Regions from separate parts of the Hordeum vulgare genome. Here region 2 is linked to region 1. A link is a contact called in public HiChIP or PLAC-seq data. All regions are on one chromosome and are shown on one strand. Each heading gives the region's core, a stretch centred on a gene start, on an enhancer-like site or on the middle of the called end of the contact. The rest is flanking DNA. Distances are from core to core; before and after follow the strand shown. Region 1 holds the start of LOC123401593 (protein PECTIC ARABINOGALACTAN SYNTHESIS-RELATED-like). Region 2 holds the start of LOC123402195.

The links. HiChIP or PLAC-seq counts read pairs in DNA pulled down with a chosen protein or histone mark.
Region 2: a contact with region 1 is called in an H3K4me3 HiChIP or PLAC-seq map of embryo, with 5 times the contacts expected there. The contact joins the promoter of LOC123402195 here to the promoter of LOC123401593 in region 1. A contact is called at or near these places in 1 of 6 Hi-C or Micro-C datasets (leaf) and 1 of 1 datasets of contacts at active chromatin or transcription factors (embryo).

The regions. Positions count from the first base shown.
Region 1 is chr6H:90,976,671-90,980,001 of MorexV3_pseudomolecules_assembly, reverse strand. It overlaps LOC123401593 (protein PECTIC ARABINOGALACTAN SYNTHESIS-RELATED-like), which reads right to left and starts at 1,698. Exons shown (of 11, transcript XM_045095419.1): 1 at 1,309-1,698; 2 at 1,176-1,226; 3 at 992-1,082; 4 at 252-328. The coding sequence starts at 1,647.
Region 2 is chr6H:90,784,819-90,787,986 of MorexV3_pseudomolecules_assembly, reverse strand. It overlaps LOC123402195, which reads right to left and starts at 1,342. Exons shown (of 2, transcript XM_045096074.1): 1 at 1,064-1,342; 2 at 393-948. The coding sequence starts at 1,215. The coding sequence ends at 588.

The DNA.
Region 1 (3,331 bases), core at 449-2,948:
TAAGAAACAGAAGATCATTGTTAAAGCATGCTATAAAAATGAATTATCATAAATGTATTGAAGGTATAGGCTGATTACGCTTAAGCAACAACCACCATCATAGGAAAAACAGTTCTCATGTAACAGCGAGACTCAGAACTATGCTTCAACAGAAAAAAAAAACATTGCACCACTGAAACAAAGATTTAACAATCACACAAGATAAGGTGAGGAAGGCTGAGAAAAAGTGAAAAACAGGAGTGCATACATACAGCTATTCGTTGCTGGTTCAGTCCACCTTCGGCATGAATAAAAATATACCCAGAGGTTTTGTTCTCAGGTGGGACATCTGCATTATATACAATGATGTAATAATTATCACTTATCAGTGCCCAATCATGAAAGGAAACAAATGTTCTATGAAAAATTCAGAAGGTGATTTTTTTTTACCGAAAAGTTTATGTATATAACAGAGGGTGCACATCTCTCCACTGACTGAGGTATCCTTTCTTGCAGGGGAACACTATGGTTCTACGGGGAAATATCACAAAAACATGGCTAGAAGATGTTTTCATAAGAACTGGCATTGCGCTTTACATAGAAAGTATTCTGTGCTCTGACTCACATTGCTGACAGAAGTCTATGAATGAGAAGTGCATTACAATTTTAAACCCACACTAATGTTGGCAATATTTCATAGCAATAAGATGCATTCAGTTCCCATACGCTGCCTCATAAATCTGCAACCTTACATGAAAATGAAAGTATGGAATTATGGGTCAAAACTGAACTCTCGAAGAACACTGTCATTCAGGTTTTAGCCACCCTAACAAATTTCACACATCACAGTAAACACTAAGCATACCAAGAGTTTAAATAGTTGCCATAAATCTAGGTTGTGTAGTTAAGCAATAAGCGACCTCACAGTGACTGAGTACAGCAAGGCTAAAAGTGAATGGTGCAGCATATGCTACATTTTTTGTCTTTCAAGTAGTGTCAATGCTGGACTTGCCTGAGGGCTCGTCGCTTCGACGCTCTGCGCAGGGCTTCCAGGACGCGGTGGCAGCACGTGGGTTCTCCCACAGCGAGAGAGGCTCCTTCGTCTGCGCCCAATACAATTGAATTCACCAGAACAAAAAAAAATCTCACGTGAACACGAATCGCCAGAATGGTTGCTGAGATCAGGAGCACTTCACCTGGGGGCAATGTAGCGTGATCCCCTCCTTCTGGCACAAGTAGGGCGTGTTCTAGGATAAAGAAGCAAAAAATGTAAGTGCTAGCTTGGGATTCTGATGAAACCGAGCGTAGAGAGAGGGAGAAGGAACTCACGAAGCGGGACCAGAGGGAGGGCGCGGAGAAGAGGGCCGCGAGCAGGAGGAGCGCGAGGACGGCGAGCAAGATCCGGTAGGAGAGGGAGGCGGTGGGGGTCCTGGGGTCCTCGAGGGCGAGGAGGGAGCGGAGGGGAGACGGAAGGAGCTGCCTGTGGTGATGGTGGTGCGGGGGGAGAAGTGAGGAGCGGTGGGCGTCCTTGCCGTCGTCGTCGCGGCCGCGGGCGGCGGAGGTGGAAGCGAATGGGGAGGAAGCGGAGGACGCGTCGGAGTCGCGCTTTGCCGGAGAGTTGGATGCGCGGGCGGCCGCCGCCGCCGTCGAGTGCCGAAGCTCCGCCATCGCTTCCGCCGGCGGCGCGGTGCGAGACGAGAGTGGGAGTGTGCCTGTTTCAGCGTGCAGTCTCAGGACTTCGCTTTCGGTGCGTGACGGTAGTGGGAGCGCACCTGAGTCGATCTCATGCTTCGATTCTCGATCCGACGGCTGTGAGTGGCCAGTCATCCCTGACTTGCGCAGAGCAAATCGTGGACAGAAACCGTCCCTTCCATTTGGCTATTGGCTATGGAAGTTCCACAGCCAATGTCTTTTTTGTTGAGTTATAAAAGCATCCCAAGTCCGAAAATGCCAAACCGAGGCCGAGCTTTATATAGGTCTTTATTTAAAAAATTCAAATTTCAAAAAATTTAACTTTATAAAATTCTGGAAATAAATACACATGTACCAAGATACATAATGTACATGTGTGCAAATCTTCAGGTCAAAATACATTAAAATGTGAGCTGCACAAAAAGATAAATTTGGTGTTTTTAACATATATATTGTTTATTTTTAAAGTCCATGATTTTATTTTTTTGTGCAGCTCGCAATTCAAAGTATTTCATCCTGAAATTTTTCACACATACACTTTACATACTTGCATGCATGTATATTTATTTTCAGAATTTTTTAAACTGAAATTCATGAATTTTGAAAAAAAAAATTCAAAATAAAGGGCTCCATGGAGCATGGTCTCCAAAATGCCCTACTCCCCCAAGTCCTACAACTTTGTTATATGTGATGATTTAGTCCAAATTTTGCAAAACTTGACCCCGTCGTCCTATAACTTGTTGTGTATATGATGATTTAGTCCTGGACCAATCAGAGACAGCCAACTGACAGCCAAGTGGACGGGGCGGTCGTCGCCCACACTTTTGCATAAAATCCCCTGCCTTTTTACCCATTTCACTCGTGGTCTCCTCACCGACCCTTATCCATCTGAACTAAATTTGTTGGCTCGCGTGTGGATGGTTCCTCCCCTTCTATGTGCCCGAGTCGTAGCTCCCCGGCTCACCGCCGTCGTCGCGGCCTCCTCGACGATCCCATGCTACTTGTTGCAGGCCGTCTAGATCGTCGACCAGTGGTTCACCATGGCCTTCTCGCTCCGGTCCATGTGGATGTTGACAAAGTCGGGGTCGGTGTAGTTAAACTGCAGCGACGAAGTGGGCGCGAATGGAAGGACACCACGGCGTAGAGACGGTGCATGCAAGGCTGCTGACGAGTACGCATACTGCGAGTAGTTGTACTGGGTGTTGAGGCGGGCGTTGAACGCGGGTGAGGGGGTACGCGGGTCATGGCTGAAACCGGTGGGGGAGGAACGTTGCGGCGCGCCATGCGGAAAGGTGGTGTTGGGATTATTACCACCATGTGCGACACCGTCGAAGTAGCCAGGCGAGGGTACGTACCCCTAGGGCGGCATCGGTGGCAAGAGGTTGGCCGGCGACACAATGCCTTGGCGGCCCCTCCATGCGGCCTGCGGGTTACGGCCGGGAGGATTCATCATCCCCACGCGGGGCGCTCTTCCTAATCGACCGCCACCGCCGTCGCCGCCACGTCCCTGATCTTCTTGGCGTCGAGTCTCCTCTGCGGGTCTGTTGTGACCGCCTCCCGGTGTTGCACATCCGCCCTCCACTCGGCGTCCGAAACGCCCGCCGGCCTAGCCACCGACTTCCTCGGCTTCCACTGCTTCGGTTGGCTGGAATCGGCAGCG
Region 2 (3,168 bases), core at 93-2,592, 190 kb after region 1:
CGGATGCCAAACGGACGCTCGTCCGTTTGGGTCGGCCCGTTGGACCGACTTTTGTGTCCGCGCCGACCCAAACGGACGTCAGCGGACGAAATGGGTCGCCCCGCTGGAGTTGCTTTTAGTTTAAGCATCCAATAAAATCATATATAAATCTTTTTTCAATAAATGATGAATTTTATTAGCTTAAATGAAACATCAAAAGGATACAAACATAATAAACAATATATCCAGTCTGTGCATAAGTAATGTTAGAAATTAATTAGGAAAGGGTGTCCAACCCCGAAAAGTCATGTCTATTATATCTCCCTATTGCCAACAGGCACCTGTTCCGGAGGGATGCCTCCGAACACGCACCTCTTCTTCGCACCTCTTCCAGATGTATATAAACTTGAGAATCAATAGAAATCACGACTGATCGTCCATTACTTTCATTCAATCTCGTTTTACTCTAACATGTTATCAGCACTTTGCCTAACAAAGAGCAATTAGGCCAAAGAAGAGAGATCGCTCACGGCGCTCTGGCACGCACACCTCCTCGACGACTCACGCGGTCCCCGACGGCCCCGCTCCTGGTTTCGGCAGGAAAGCCCTCAGCGGCTCGAGAAGAATAGACGCTTCAGCGTCGCCTTCATTGTGCCCCGGCGCTCGTTGTCGAGCAGCCGCTCCGGCTGCTGGTCTGGTCGTGACTGCGGCAGTCCGTGCCGGCGCCGTGGCCTTGTCTCCCGAGCCTGTCCGTGGCCGCGTCTGACCTTGGTCGCGCAGGACCGTGGCGTTCGTGGCCGTCCGGCCGTGCCGCCCCTCACGCGGGCGCGCCCAGTGCCCAGCGCCCTGCCAGTGGCCGCCCGTCGTGCCCGTAGCCATGACGCCCGTGGCCGCCCATCCGCGCACCGGCTCCGTCTATGCCGACAACGCCCGTCCCAGCGATTTTCTCCGCACATGTGAAGAGTAATCCTGAAATTGTAAATAGCATCCTGAATCAGGCGAACCATGAAGTCAAACGACGGGAATCAATGAGACAACCATGAAGTTGTAAATAACATCCTTAATCAGGCAAACGACATCATACAATTGGAAGTCAATACGGACTGGATAACTGAATCGAGTCAGTGCACTGCGCCAGCACCCGACAACGTTCGGGCTCCCCAACGGTCGTGGCATCCAACTCCGGCCTCCATGGTGGTTCTTGTACACAGGAGGAAGACGGGCTGCCCGGCTCATCCACGCGTTGCCGCTTCAGACCGTGGATGGCCCCGCGCCGCCCGGCCGTCGCCCGTGCCCGGCCGCCGCACGTGCCCGGCTGCGCCACGGCCGCAGCCGCCCAGTCGCGCTCGCATGCGACGGTTACATGATGGCCACAGGAGGAAGAAAGGGCATCTTATCCTTTCAGTCGTTCCTCTATTTAGTCCTTCGACTTTATTTTAATGCTAAATCGGTCCAAAATTCTGATTCGATCCTTAAGCTTGCGAATCTTTGCAGTTTAGCTATACGCTTGACTTTATTTTACAATCGAGCCATCTCGCTCTTTGAAATTTTGCATTTTCAGTTTCTTTTCTGTTGAGTTTTAACACTCCAGAAAGAAAATATGCGGCATGTTCAATGCGTTTGCTTTTTAGCAATCCCTATAACATATCTTATAGTACAATGATGTTGTTTTGCGATTGAAATTAAATTTTCTCGCATAACAATATTGATTTGCGATTGAAAAAAAAAATCTCGCAAAACAATCTCATTGCGATTGAGAATAATTTTTTTTTCTCGCAAAATATTAATTCATTTTGCTGAATTATCTTGCAACTTGATATAAAATCATCTCATTTAATTTTCAACTGAGATTTGCAACTGAGATTTTTATTTTCTTGCAAATAAAAATCAATTCATATTAATTGAGCCTTTGGCTTGATACAAGCAAGAATTGATATGCAAAATTCTAAGTGTTGTTTTCCAAATTGATGTTTTGGGATCACAATAGTGTGTAGATCTACTGCTTTGCAGATTATCACCCCTATTGATAATGCCTACATTTTGTCGTTTCGACATTATGATTGTTTTACAAAGTGCTCTTCCACACAATTTACTAAGTCATGGCACAAGACATTACGAGTGAGTCTACTGACTGTCGGGGAACGTCGCATGGGAAACAAAAATTTTCCTACGCGCACGAAGACCTATCATGGTGATGTCCATCTACGAGAGGGGATGTGTGATCTACGTACCCTTGTAGACCGTACAGCAGAAGCGTTAGTGAACGCGGTTGATGTAGTGGAACGTCCTCACGTCCCTCGATCCGCCCCGCGAACCGTCCCGCGATCAGTCCCACGATCTAGTACCGAACGGACGGCACCTCCGCGTTCAGCACACGTACAGCTCGACGATGATCTCGGCCTTCTTGATCCAGCAAGAGAGACGGAGAGGTAGAAGAGTTCTCCGGCAGCGTGACAGCGCTCCGGAGGTTGGTGATGATCTGTCTCGGCAGGGCTCCGCCCGAGCTCCGTAGAAACGCGATCTAGAGGTAAAACCGTGGAGATATGTGGTCGGGCTGCCGTGGCAAAAGTTGTCTCAAATCAGCCCTAATACCTCAGTATATATAGGAGGGAGGGGGAGGGAAGAGGCAGCCTCAAACCCTCAAGGTTTGGCCGAAATTGGAGGTGGAGGAGTCCTACTCCAATCCTACTTGGAGTAGGATTCCACCTTCCCACTTGGAAACTCTTTCCACCTTGTGTTTTTTCCTTCTCAAACCTTATGGGCCTTAGTGGGAACTTATTTCAGCCCACTAGGGGCTGGTTTATCTCTTCCCATAGCCCATGAGACCCCTTGGGGCGTGACACCCCTCCCGATGGTCCCCGGCACCCCTCCCGGCACTCCCGGTACACTACCGATGAGCCCGAAACTTTTTCGGTGACCAAAACAGGACTTCCTATATATCAATCTTTACCTCCGGACCATTCCGGAGCTCCTCGTGACGTCCTGGATCTCATCCGGGACTCCGAACAACATTCGGTAACCAACCATATAACTCAAATACGCATAAAACAACGTCGAACCTTAAGTGTGCAGACCCTGCGGGTTCGAGAACTATGTAGACATGACCCGAGAGACTCCTCGGTCAATATCCAATAGCGGGACCTGGATGCCCATATTGGATCCTACATATTCTACGAAGATCTTATCGTT